2 separate regions of the Macaca mulatta genome follow, and region 2 is linked to region 1. A link is a contact called in public Hi-C data. All regions are on one chromosome and are shown on one strand. Each heading gives the region's core, a stretch centred on a gene start, on an enhancer-like site or on the middle of the called end of the contact. The rest is flanking DNA. Distances are from core to core; before and after follow the strand shown.

The links. A called contact is a pair of places that touch in the nucleus more often than the background predicts.
Region 2: a Hi-C map of cortical neurons shows a contact between it and region 1, with 2.7 times the contacts expected there. The contact joins the promoter of TCF3 here to the promoter of UQCR11 in region 1. A contact is called at or near these places in 3 of 14 Hi-C or Micro-C datasets (cortical neurons, fetal cortex germinal zone and liver).

The regions. Positions count from the first base shown.
Region 1 is chr19:2,298,443-2,305,331 of T2T-MMU8v2.0, forward strand. UQCR11 (ubiquinol-cytochrome c reductase, complex III subunit XI) reads right to left here and starts at 1,520. Exons shown (of 3, transcript NM_001257804.1): 1 at 1,393-1,520. The coding sequence starts at 1,442. It overlaps TCF3 (transcription factor 3), which reads right to left. Exons shown (of 21, transcript XM_077979006.1): 21 at 5,013-6,889.
Region 2 is chr19:2,346,059-2,352,389 of T2T-MMU8v2.0, forward strand. TCF3 (transcription factor 3) reads right to left here and starts at 4,210. Exons shown (of 21, transcript XM_077979006.1): 1 at 4,169-4,210; 2 at 3,903-4,039; 3 at 1,831-1,941. The coding sequence starts at 1,902.

The DNA.
Region 1 (6,889 bases), core at 270-2,769:
CTGGTGAACTGTGGCCCTCCCAGTCCTGAGTCTGAGACTCTGAGACACAACCCCACAGTGCCTCCTGGGGATGAGACCTGCTCCCTGGCCTCCCAAAGCCACTGTCTGGTGGCTTAGCCCTGCACGGCCCCTTGCATGCAGGTGTCTGCACCCCTTCCTCTCCCACTTATTTTAGGTCAGCCCTGCACCACAGGTCTCATTTCTTCACTTTTCCTTGCCCGCCAACCAGAATGTCCGCCCACAAGGGTTCTGTCTATTGTTGTGTCCCTAACACATAGTAGGTGCTCAATAAATGCCTGCTGTTGGATGAAAGCATGGATGACGGGTGGTTCCCACTGTGACTGGGCACAGAAGTGGACCTGCTGCACCCGGGAGGGGCTGCATTGGCTACTATAGGCTGCTGGGTTCTCAGCTAGGAGCAGGCTTCCTCATCCCAGGCCTAAGTTACCCACGCTATAAAACGCCACTATCACGTTCCCCTTGATGGTCCCAGTCAGCTCCACCGTCCAGACCCTGTCCCCAACCTGTCCCCCAGTCTGGGATGGAGGAAGTATGTTCTGGCTTCCGGACACACTGCCAATCATAGCCTTTGCTTTTTTCTTTTTTAAAAACGGGTGTTGCCCAGGCTGGAGTAAACTGGCGCAATCTCAGCTCACCGCAACCTCCGCCTCCCGGGTTCAAGCAATTCTCCTTCCTCAGCCTCCCAAGTAGCTGGGATTAGAGGCACCTGCCACCAGGCCTGGCTAATTTTTGCATTTTTAGTAGAGACTGGAGGTTTCAGCATGTTGGCCAGGCTGGTCTTGAACTCCTGACCTCAGGTGATCTGGCCGCCTCGGCCTCCCAAAGCGCTGGGATCACAGGCGGGAGCCACCGCACCCAGCCAGGCCTTGCTTCTTAGCAACCCACGTGGAAACACGAGACAACCCTACGGAGGCCACCCCCAGCCCGGCTTCTATGGGGGCCACCCCTATGCCGGCCAGCTGCCCACGTGGGATCAGGCACAGCGGCAGCTTTCACGTTCCTTGTTAAAAATCATAAAAAACAAAATAATGGCAAAGGCCGAAGATGCCGCGAGTGCTGGGCTGCGGATCGGGGCTCGGCGCCTTCTGGGCGTTTCCGTCCAAGGGGTCACCACCCGGACCCCCCGGTAGAGACGGGGAAACTGAGGCTTGGAGCCAGACATGCTGGGGTTTGGCCTTGGGTCCGCCACGTCCCGTTCACGTCGGGACGCGCCGCTCCGCCTCTCGGCCTCAGTTTCCCCCTCTGTCACCGGGCACAACAAGGGACCTGGGCCGGGCCCAGCCCCCGGAAACGCGCACAAACACGGAACGCAGCGGCGCGGGGGTGGGCCGAGGCGGGAGGGCGGATGGGGCCGCGGGGCGACGTCCTCACCAGTTCTTGACCAGCTGACGGTAGCGCGGACCCAGGAACCGGGTCACCATCGCGGCGGAGTCGCACCCTCAGGGTGACCCTGTCGGCTGACCCGGCCACACTGCGCAGGCGCGACCGCGGCGCGCACGCGCGCAGGGAAAGGAAAAAAAAAAGAAATCATCCGCCGCTATGCGCGCAGACCCGGAAGCCGCTTACAGTAACTTCCGGCGAGGGTTGGACGACCAGGGAGAGGTGGCCCGGAGTGGGCGGGGTTAGGGCGGGGCATTTTGGGCACGTGTTCTGACGGCCGATTTTGCCTCTAGGCTCCACGGGGCTACCTGCCAATGATTTTATGCGCCTAGCATGTGCCAGGACGTCCAGCGGGGTAGCGTCTTGCCCAGAGTCACACAGAGGGGAAGAGCTGGGACTGGAGCCCACTTTTGGAGGCGTCAGGCGTTGTTCCTGATTCGCTGTAGGACTTTGGCCGAGCGGCAGTGCTTCCCTGAGCCTCAAAGTTGCCAGTTGCCTGGAGGCTGTCGGAAATCACTTTGCAGGTTTTGGTTTGCGAGCCTGGGTGATTCCTCATTCAGGCAGCAGAGGGAGGCCTGGCTCCTTGCACGGTGAACGTCTCTGAATGGTCTTAGCTGATGACAGGCAGGTCCTTCTGCCTCCTGCTTTCCACCGCACCAGGCTCGCTTGGGCTCGCCTTTCTCCAGTCCCTGCTTCCTCTGCTCTCCCACAACCCGGCGCAGCACCGTACATGTTCACTCAGCTCCCAGCTTCCAGCCTCCCCATGCACACCGGGCCGGTGTGGGCAGAAGGAAGAGGGGCACATTCCCAGACACCGCCATGGCACTTTTCTGTCTTTTCCCCCATTTTCAGGAGTCGCCTCCCTCAGGAAGCCCTCCTGGACTGCCTGACCCCCAGGCACCTTTACAGCATGAAAGGAAAGGCCATAACCTAGACGGGGAACTGGGCGTGATTTGTCCCTGGGGTGCCAGCCTCATTTGCAGGCCTCGTGATAAGGAACGGACACCATGGGTTCGTCTGTCTGCCCAGCCTGGCCTGTCCTGCTGGGGTCGGCCCTCAGTACTCTCCAAGCCTGCAGCTCTCTCGGGGCTGCGGGTGCTAACCCATCCCTATCCCTGGTCAAGGACTCAAGGTGGGAGCCGGAAATAGGTTTTGGATACCACAGTCTGGGCACTGTTTCTTTTTTCTTTTTTTTTTGAGACGGAGTCTCGCTCTGTCATCCAGGCTGGACTGCAATGAGGCAATCTCGACTCACTGCAACGTCCACCTCCGGGGTTCAAACGATTCTCCTGCCTCAGCCTCCCAAGTAGCTGGGACTACAGGCACGTGCTACCATGCCCAGCTAGTTTTTGTATTTTTAGTAGAGACCGGGTTTCACCACGTTGGCTAGGCTGGTTTTGAACTCCTGACCTCAAGTGATCCAGCCACTTCAGCCTCCCAAAGTGCTGGGATTACAGGCATGAGCCATCGGGCTGGGCGTTGTTTGTAGAACTTTCCAGTTGCCTTGGGGTTTTTGAGCTTGGGATCAGAGAACACCTGAATAAGACTCTTCCCATTGGTGGAAACTTAAAAAAGTGGGATGCAGGGGTTGACATAATGACTATTAAGAGAAAGGACAGGAACACAAGGGCTGCTGGAATGTCAGCCCAGTTTCCAGATGCCACAGTTTAGTAAGAGTTCACCAGGGGCCGGGCGCAGTGGCTCACGCCTGTAATCGCAGCACTTTGGGAGGTCATGGTGGGCAGATCACCTGAGATTAGGAGTTCGAGACCAGCCTGACCAACATGGAGAAACCCCATCTCTGTTAAAAATACAAAATTAGCCAGACATGGTGACGGATGCCTGTAATTCCAGCTACTCGGGAGTCTGAGGCAGGAGAATCGCTTGAAAACCCGAGAGGCGGAGGTTGCGGTGGTGAGCCGAGATCACGCCACTGCACTCCAGCCTGGGAAACAAGAGTGAAACTGCATCTCAAAAAAAAAAAAAAAAAGAGTTCACCAGAGAGTGAGAGTGATAAAAACAAGAGCTGGGAGATGGAGAGAGATTTGTAATGATGCCTGGATCCAGCTGTGCCTGAAGCCATTCAACATGACATAGAACTTCCTTTTTGTTTCTTGAGCCGGTTTTTGTTATTTTGTTGGACCATCTGGATGCCCCCTCCACCTTTTTTTGAGACAGGGTCTGGTGTGGCTCTCTTGCCCAGGCTGGAGTGCAGTGGTACAATTACAGTTCACTGCCACCGCAAGCTCCTGGTCTCAAGTGATCCTCCCACCTCAGCCTCCTAAGTAGCTGGGACTACAAGTGTGTGTCACCAGGCACAACCAATTTAATTTTAATTTTTTGAGACAGTCTTCCTCTCTCGCCCAGGGTAGAACACAGTGGTGCAATCTCGGATCTCTGCAATCCCCGCCTCCTGGGTTCAAGCTATTCTCCTGCCTCAGTCTCCCAAGTAGCTGGGATTACGGGTATGCATCACCATGCTCAGCTAATTTTTGTATTTTTGGTAGAGACAGGGTTTCACCATGTTGGCCAAGCTGTTCTCAAACTCCTGACCTCAAGTGATCCACCCGCCTCAGCTTCCCAAAGTGGTGGGATGACAGGTGTGAGCCACCGCGCCTGGCCAATGCATGTTTTAAAAGTTGTTTTCCAGCATGAATGTAGAGGCGAGCTGGGTGCTGAGTGGTGGACAGGGCTCCCTCAGCACCTTCTGTCAACTCCTGGCCACTCTCTTTCCCTTAAAAAAAAAATAGACATGGGGTCTCACTATGTTGCCCAGGCTGGACTGGAACTCCTGGCCTCAGAAGATACTCCCACCCTAGCCACCTGAAGTGCTGGGATGACAGGCATGAGTCACTGTGCTTGACTTTCTCCCTCAGGCACTTGTGCACTAAAGGGCTCTCTCCTGGGGGCCACCCCCCTCAAGTGGCCAGGAAGGCACTCCCACCTCAGCCCCACAGGGGACCAGGGCAGTCCAGCTGTGTCCTCGAAGAGATGGAGCAGGGAAGCCTCTGGGCACAACAGCAGATGCCGGTGGGCGCTTTAGGATGAGCAGCGTCCCGACGGGTCCTGCCACACCTCTTCCCCCCAGAGAGCCTTGTCCATGGTTCTGTGGGTGTCCGGTTGTGGAGGACATCACGAATGCCCCACTGAGGAGTGCGGAGTTGATGCTGCCAGCAACAGGGGGCCGTGGAAGGTTCCAGAGGGGCAGTGACAGGCTCAGACTTCGGGAGCAGGAAGGGGCAGTGAAGTGGGTTCCAACAGCCCGGGGGGACGTTGGGAGATCGGGAGCCCTCGGGCTGGGAGGACCACAGGTCCTGGATGCGCCCAAGTGCAGCCCCCAGGGAGGTGTTTTTCTCCGGAAGCCAATCCTGCTTCCAGGTGGCCTGGAGCCCTGGGTACAGGTGCAGGTTCCCAGCTGCCAGGGGAGCTGCGGGCCCCTCAGAGTGAGGAGTGACTTCGAGGAGGCCCAGTGCACAGGGCAGACCACAGTCCTCGCTGCACCCACCAAGGTGAACGTCAGGGGCCGAGAGTTTAGGGCAAGACCTCTGACCCTGCCCCCCACTTCCCTTCCTAAACACGTGACACCAGAAAGAATCCAGGGACTGCAGAGCTTCGTTATAAAATGTCACATTTATTGCTACAGTGCTGTTATATACAGGACAGGTCTCTGAATCCACTTTAAAGAGGATCGTTTAAAAGTCCCAATAATCCAGCCAGCTGTGTTGACACGTATAAAATTATTTTCTTTAAAAAAATTTTTTTGAAAACCATCTTGAGGCACTCAGAGCACACCCCCCCCCCCCATAATTGTGGTTCCCCGACACTGCTGTTTCTCCCTCCTGGCGCCGGGTGAATCTCGTTTAAATTCTATGCAGGACGCGCAGTTCCAGAGGCTACGGGGCCACTGCCCACCCAGACCTAGGGGCAGGGCCGGGATCAAAACAAGAGGGAGACAGAGGCAGGTTCCCTAAGAGACCGAATCCCCAGGGCGCAGGGGGAACCACAGAGAAGGGGGAGTGGCAGGCAGCCCCTCCGCTCCACCTGGCCTGGACTGGGGGCAGATCCCAGGCCTTGAGCTGGCCTCGCGGTTTCCCTTGAATCTGCCATGGGGCCCAGGCTCCCCAGCAAGTCTGGGGAGGGGAGTCAGGCAGTCCAGGCTCTCCTGGGGGTAACGGTGGGAGTCTCAGGGGTGGCACAGGGGCAGACACCTGACCTGCTGCCGGGGTGAGCACAGCCAGCCCGGGGGTCCACAAGGCCTCAGTGCAGGGAGGGGCATGAAGAACACATGAAGGTGCCCGGCTAGCCCAGCCCACACCTGGGTGCCACCATGACCATCACCCTAGTTTGTGTGGAAGTGAACGGAATCTCAGGGCAGGAGACTTGCAGTTTTAAACCCAAGACAGTCCCCAGACAGCTGGGAAGAGCTGGTTACCCTCATGGCAAGAGACCAGAAAAGGGGACCTGGAGAGAGTTCTGGGTGCTGGGACACAGGACACAGATGGGCCCGAGGGGCCACCCTGCTGGTTCTGCAGCCGGGTTGCGCAGCCCAAGGCCTTCGTGGGGCTCAGATCAGCAGAGTCTCCCGGCTCCAGCCACTCTTGCCCTTGGGCCCCACAGAGGGAGGGCAGCAGGTATGGCCCCAGGCCCAGGGATGCTTCCCAGCGTTGCGGGAGACCGGCCAGGGCCCTGGCATCCTGTCTACATCACGATGGCCCTCTGGTGTAATGGGGACATGCTGGGGTAGGGTGGGGGTGTCCTGTGCTGGCTCCTGAGCCGCGTCCCCTCAGAGTTCAGAGTATGAGCCTGGGTCCCTGGGGCAAAGGAGTGAAGGACAGGGTGTCCAGGAAGGTCCCCAGCACCCAGCTCCAGGGTGTGGTCCCCATGCCAGGGGTCACTGGTCCCAACAACATGCCCCGCTTCGGAGAGGTGTGCAGGTTCCAAGGGAGAGCAGCTTATGGGGGCCTGGGGAGGACATCGTGTGGAGTAGCCCTGGGGGCCAGAGCTGCTTGGCAGGGTCACCTGGGTCAGAGCCACCTTGCTGACGTCCCTTCCCCCAAGCCCAGGTCAGCCCCCTTCCTGAGGGGAGAGGATGCGGCAGGGAAGCCCCAAGGCGCCTGCATCAGGGAACGCCCACGCATCGCTCTCCACATCGCTCTCCACGTGACAAAACCAAGAGGAGAACCCCCAACATCAAAAAAACAAAAGACCCCCACCTGTCCCCGTTCTGTGTGCAGTGGCTTCCGGGGGGGGGTGCGGGGGGGCTCAGGTTTACACGGGGTCTTTTTAATACAACGTTTAATCATCTGGTTGATCAGGAAATGCAATGCTCAGTCTAGAAACAGCAGCAGAAATAGCGAGAGACACGGGACTTTCATACAAAAAAATTTGTTGCTTACAAAACATATGCAAAAAAAAAAGCTTAAAAAAAAAACCAGAGACCAAAGGCAGCATCCTTGCTAATTTTCATCTACATTAAGAAGAAAAAAAA
Region 2 (6,331 bases), core at 2,960-5,459, 50 kb after region 1:
GGGGGACGCCCAGAGAGGACGGGCACCTCGCTGCTCCCAGCCTGTTTCCTCATCTGGGAACAGGGCTGCTGGCTCCGACCTGGGACGGGGAGATGTGCTGAGTGGCTGGAGGTGAGGAGCCAGGTCCTGGGGCTGAACCTGTGCCCCCTCCCCCCAAAACACCGCCGTTCTGTTCCAGCCCAGCGGTCTGTGACTTGTCAGTTTAACAAAAAACAACCCAACTGCACCTCGGGTTACTCAGCCAGGGAGGCAAAAATAAAACGCGGCTTAAAAATACCAGCATGGTCCTTCCGCAGCCTTGGGCCCTCCAGCCTTTGGGCTGTTTTTTTCCACAGGGTGGCCGGTGTTGTTTCAGTTTGGGGACTTTTGTTTTTGACAGACCTCAGGGGCCTGCGCCTCACATGGGGGAGGGTTAAATTCAGACTGAAAGTGCCCTCCTCCAACCTGTTTCAACCCCAAACGCTGCTACTGGGCATGGGGTAGTGGGAGCAGGATTTAAGGACATCTGCAGACAGGCCAGAAGAAACAAACCAAGGTCCCTGGGCTTCTCCAGGAATCCGCAACACACAGCCCCACTGCGACGGCAGGTAAACCGAGGCCCCAGGCCTTCACAGCACCCGGTACCCCAGGGCGCTCCGGCATTCCAGCCTCACTGCACCTGCCTGGGCCCTGTGACTTCTGAGGACCAGCACCCTCTGAGCCTCCATCTACCCAGCTGGAAAATGGGCCTTTCAGGGTCAGACCCAACAACCTGAGACTCTGAGGGAGCCGCCCCACCCTCCCCACCGGGCCTGCCTGCTCCGAGGTGATAACCGTGACAGGCACAATGGTGGCGCTGCCGTCTGCTGAGTGGCCCACAAATTCCCACTCAATCCTAACCCGGCCTCCTCCTGGCCCAAGCCCGGCTCCTGGCATCTTAACTTCAGCACCCACGTGTGACTAATTAAACACACAGTCGGTTTCATGCCCGTGTCCTCTGCCCACCAGGGCAGTCCTGTGTGGGGAAGGTGGTGCCCACCCTGTTCATGCAGGCTTTTCTGCTCAGTAATAGGCACCCCCTCCTTTTTTCCTTGAGGAGTGGTCTTTATCGCCCCGGAGGAAGAGCAGTGGCGCGATCACAGCTCGCCGCAGCCTCCACCTCCAGGGCTCAAGTGATCCTCCTTGCCTCAGCCTCCCGCGTAGCTGGGACCACAGGCATATACCACCTCTATTAGCTAATTTTTTGAGTTTTGTTTTTGCTTTGTTTTGTTTTGGTTTTTTGAGAAACGGGGTCTCACTATGTTGCCTGGGCTGGACTTGGAACTCCCGGCCTCAAGCGATCCTCCCGCCTCAGCCTCCCAAAGTGCTGGAATGACAGGGGGGAACCACTGTGCCCAGCCCCCTTCCAATTATTGAAACAAGGTCTCCAGGGTCTCACTGTCATCCAGGCTGGAGCGCAGTGGCCTTTTACTTAACTTTTAATTTTTGTATCTTCAATGGAGGAAGCGACCCTGATCAGGTCCATTTTACAGATCAGAAGATCAAGGCCGGAGCTGGCTTACCCAGCCAAGCTGGGGGCCCAGGACCACGCCCCTGAGGCCTCACTTTCCCCATTTGTACAGCAGTGGACTGTAGCATGCTGCGTCCGGGTGAGATCCCCATGGCGCACCCACTGCCTTGCGGTGTCAGCCTCCTGCCAGAGCAACGCACACCCCCAGCCCCACCGGAGCCTCCCATCCAAACAGCTGAGGCTCCATCGCTGACGTATTCAGCAAACACTGTGCCCTGAAAACCTTCCCGTGAACTGTGGGGCAAAGGGGTGTCGGGGGCTGGGCAGGGGTCCTGGCTCACCATGCTGAAGTCCAGGAGGTCACTGAGCTCCTTGTCTGTGCCCACAGGCGCCATCCTCTGCGGCTGGTTCATTCTCCTGGGGCCAGGGCGGGCACCTCAGGCCTGGAAACCCTGCATGGTGGACGTGGGGACAGATGGACAGGGAGAAACAGGGAGGAGAAAAGAGGTGTGAGTGGCCAAAACACAGAGTGGGGAAGCCGCCTAAAAAACCCTCAACTGCCCTGGGGTCTGAGTTCCAGCGGAGCCCTGGGAGCAGGGGCAGGGAAGATGGAATTCCAGAGTCTGGGTCCCCGTAGAGCCCTCCCCAGAGGCCACCGGGAGTCTGAAAAATGGGGGGAGGGTGTGCAAATATAAACTCCCTAACTCCCCCAGAGACCACCAGGGCGTCAAGTTGCCAAGTTTAAACTGCACGCAGGGCAGCCAGAACCTCTCCTTTCCCCACGTCTCTCATTTCCAACCACCCCCGGGTTTCCTCTGAGGCCCCCCTACTCCCCTGGGAAGAGGAGGAACAGCCCGGCCCTACCTCACTCCGAGGGAAATTTGGTGATCCCCCCACCCAGACGTCACAGCCCGTTGAAGACAAGGTCGCCCCCAAATTCGACATGAAGGAAATCCACAAGTCAGAAAACCACGAAACTCTTTTACAAGCTTCACAACTTAAAGTGGGGGGGCGCACTCTATGCAGGGACCAGTAAAGCTTCCCTCCACCCTCAATCTCCCTCCCCCTAAAAAACCCTAACAGTGTTCAAAAAAGAAAAAAAACAACCCTAGGTTGCTTTACTGTCACGATGTATCCGGGAATTATTTTTAAGCAAAACTTTGACAACATCCCTCACCCGCCCTCCCTGAGCGGGGAGAGGGTCCCAAGACCAGGGTGCCCCCGCCATTCTAGAATGGCGGATGGGGGATCCACCTGCCAGGACCCATTCCACCCCCAGAAAAAGGTACAGAGAAAAATCTCCGTCCCAAAGAAATGCACTCCAGGCCCCTCCAGTCTCGACTTTCCCCAGGGGTCCCCAGGTGGGGACGGGGGCAGCCCGGGAGATACCTCCAAGGCTGGGGGTGGGGAGGGGCCTCCGAGGACGAGGGAGACCCAACTTAGGCAGCAGAGAAATCCCCTCTTTGTCTGCCAACTGGAGGCCGGGTGTGAAGCGGGCGCCCCAGCGCAGCCCCTCCCCCGCTCAGTTTTTTTCTTTTTTGGAGGGCGTGTGAAACTGACTTTTTTTGAGGACTACGAAACCGCACTTTTTCGTGGGGTAGTTGAAACCGATTTTAAGACAGACTTAGTTGGGGGGGGTGGCGAGCTGAAACGGGCATTCTAGGGGAGCTGGAAGACTTCTGGGGCGTCCCAAGGACTTTGAGAGACTTGGAGGATGTTCGAAGCCACTTTGCGCGGCGCCGAAGGGGGGAGCCCTGAAACGCCTTTTTCCCCGGGGGCGGGGGGGGGACGGCCCGGGAAGCCGGACCCCCTCCCCCCCCGCAGCCGGTGCAGGCGGCGCGACCCGGGAGCCTTTGAAGCTCGCAGCGCGGCCGCCGCCTCGCCCCGCATTAACGCGGAGCAGATGTTCCCCGCGCGCCCCCCCCGCGGCCCGCCCGGCCCCGACCAGCGCCTGCAGCGCGCGGCACCTTCCCCGCGCAGACAAAAGGACGCCCCTCCCGCGCGCTCCCCCCACAAACTCCGGCGCCCGGGCCGGGCCCCCTCTACCCGAAAAAGGGGGCGCCCCGGGGTCCCCGTGCGCCCGGGTTGGGGGGGGGCGGTCCTCGCGCCCAAGTTGCATAGCCCGTCCGGCGCCCCCCGCACCCCCGCCCAGGGCTGCGCAAAGTTTCCCGAAGTGCCCGGCCCGACGGGGGCGGCGCGGGCCTGGCGAGCTCCGGGCCCCTCCACGTCGCCGCCCCCCCGGCGCCGCGCGAAGTTGGAGAACAATGACTCCCGGGCCGCGGGGCGCCCCCCGAGGCTGCCCCCGCTCCGACTTCCTCCGCGACCCCCAAAAACGCGCGCGAGGCGGGACGGGGTCCCCTGGGCACAAAGCGCGGGGGTCCCAGGCGCGCCCCCCGCCCCCCGCTGGGCTCACCTGCTGGGCGCGGCCGGGCACGCGGCGCGTGGGGGGCGGTGGCATGAAGCGGGGCCCCCCCCGGACAAAGGGGCGTCGCGGCCGGGCCCCCGAGGGTCGCGCGTGGGCGGCGGCGGCGGCGCGCGTGGCCCGGGCCCCTCCCACCCCCGCGTGGCCCGTCCCGCGGGGCCCGTGCGCGCGGCCGGCCGGGGCGCCCCTGGGGCAGCGGCGTTCGCGGTGCCCGCGGTGCCCGCCGCCGCGTCGCTCCGGCCCGCTACGCCCGCAGCCGCCGCCGCTGCCTCATCTTCCTGCGGCGGGAGACATGTTCCGCCCCCCGCCCCGCGACGCCCCGCCCCGCCCCGCGCAGGCCCCGCCTCTGCCCCGCCCCCGCGTGCCCCGCCCGGCGTCCCACGCGGATCCCTCCGCCATCTCCGGGCGGCTCGGGACCGAACGCCACAGCTGGGCCTCCAGAGCACCCTCGTAAGGACCCCGAATCCCCGCGAGGTCCAGAGCCTGGGAGCGGGGACGCGCAGAGGGGGCGGTCGGGCCACGACGTAGGTAGAAAGCACGAACTATCCCCCTCCGCGGAAGCACACACGAGCTGTGGAGTTAGTCTATTACGCAAGCGAGTAAGGCCCGTGAGATTGAAAGATAAGACAGAACAGTCTGGCCAGTCGAAAGGCGTGAAAGTCTGATGGGCGGGGATCCTAGCCATTCGTGGTGAGTCCCCGCCTCGTTTCTTTTCGGCCCCGCCCCGCGGCAGAGGCGGGACTCTGCGAGCGAGAGGCCGCGAGAAGCGGCGGGGGTGGGTCCTGGAGTTTTGTTCTCAGGTTGGCGTGGCCGCCCGCGCGGCCCCTTCGGCTTGGTTGTATTTGTGTTGATCGGGCCGGCCCTGCGTGCCGAGTGGTGCGAGCGGGTACCCCGGCCCCGAGGGGGCCACGTCGGACCCATTTTCCTGGCGGGAAAACCGAGGCTCGCTCCGGCTCTGGGTCAGAGATCTCCACGGGGAGCCTCCGCAGTGCCTTTGCCGACCCGAGTCGCCGTCTCGGTATCTGTGAATTTGGACCTGACTTTGGACAGAACTCAGGCCAGATCTGGCTTCCTGATTCTTAGTAGTCCGTGTCTACATCTTAGCAAAAAGTGACCCCGCCTAGGGCAGGGCGCGGTGGCTCCTACCTGTGATCCCAGCGCTTTGGGAGGCCGAGGCGGGAAGATCGCTTGAGGCCAGGAGTTCGAGAATAGCCTGAACAACACAGTGAAACCCCCCTATACCCATCTCTAAAAATTTTTTAAATAATTTAAAATAATAATTTAAAAAGTTGACTGGACGCGGTGGCCCACGCTTGTATTCCCAGTACTTTGGGAGGCCAAGGTGGGCAGATCACCTGAGGTCAGGAGTTCGAGACCACTCTGGCCAACACGGTGAAACCCCGTCTCTACTAAAAATACAAAAATTAGCCGGGCATGGTGGCGGGTGCCTGTAATCCCAGCTACTCGAGAGGCTGAGGCAGGAGAATCGCTTGAACCCGGAAGGTGGAGGTTGCAATGAGCAAGATGGCGCCATTGTACTCCAGCCTGGGCAATAAGAACAAAACTCCGTCTCTAAAAAATAAATAAGTAAAATAAAACAAAAATACAAAAATTAGCTGGGCGTGGTGGCATACACCTATAATCTCAGCTACTTGGGAGGCTGAGGCAGGAGGCGGAGGTTGCAATGAGTGGAGATCGTAGCACTGCACTCGAGGGTAGGTGACAGAACGAGGCTCTGTTTCAAAAAATAAATAACTAAACAAATAAATGAAAATAGCACAATGTCCCAGGGCTCCCTGGGGCCCCAAAGGGAAATGCTCCACTTCCAGCCTGGGAAGATGCCGCTATCTCGCTGGCCTGCTTGGCTCCAGCCATCCCACCCTCTGGATGGTCCAGCACCTGCTAAGCTCATCCCCACCCTGAGCCTCTACATTTGCTGTGCCCTCTACCTGGGAGGCTATTCCCACCCCTATCTGGAGCCCCTGAGTCATCACAGTTCAATGCTGCTCCTAGGCCAGGGCAGCAGGGAGGCAGGGCCACAGGGGCCCCCCACCAAAGCTACAAACCCCTCCTGCTATACACCTGGGCTGTCCACAGTCTGACCCTCTGTGCCCAGAGAGATCCCCACATGCTGCAGGTCTGGGGAGAGGGCTGTGGGTCACGGGGTCTGTGCCGCAATCCCTCATCCCTCTCCACCTCACTCTGACCTCAGGCAAGTTCATGCTACTCTCCGGGCCTCGGTTTCCCCATCTGGACAGTGGAAGGGGGGGCGTTTGGCACAGAGTAGGTGCTCACAGCTGATGCTTGCCTTCCTCAGCCACCCCCACTGAGACACCTCTCCAGAGCGAGGGTCTCCAAGCAGCTCCAATCCCACCCCAGTCTCTTCAGCCCTCAGCCCTCCCCTGTGGCCCAGCCCTGAT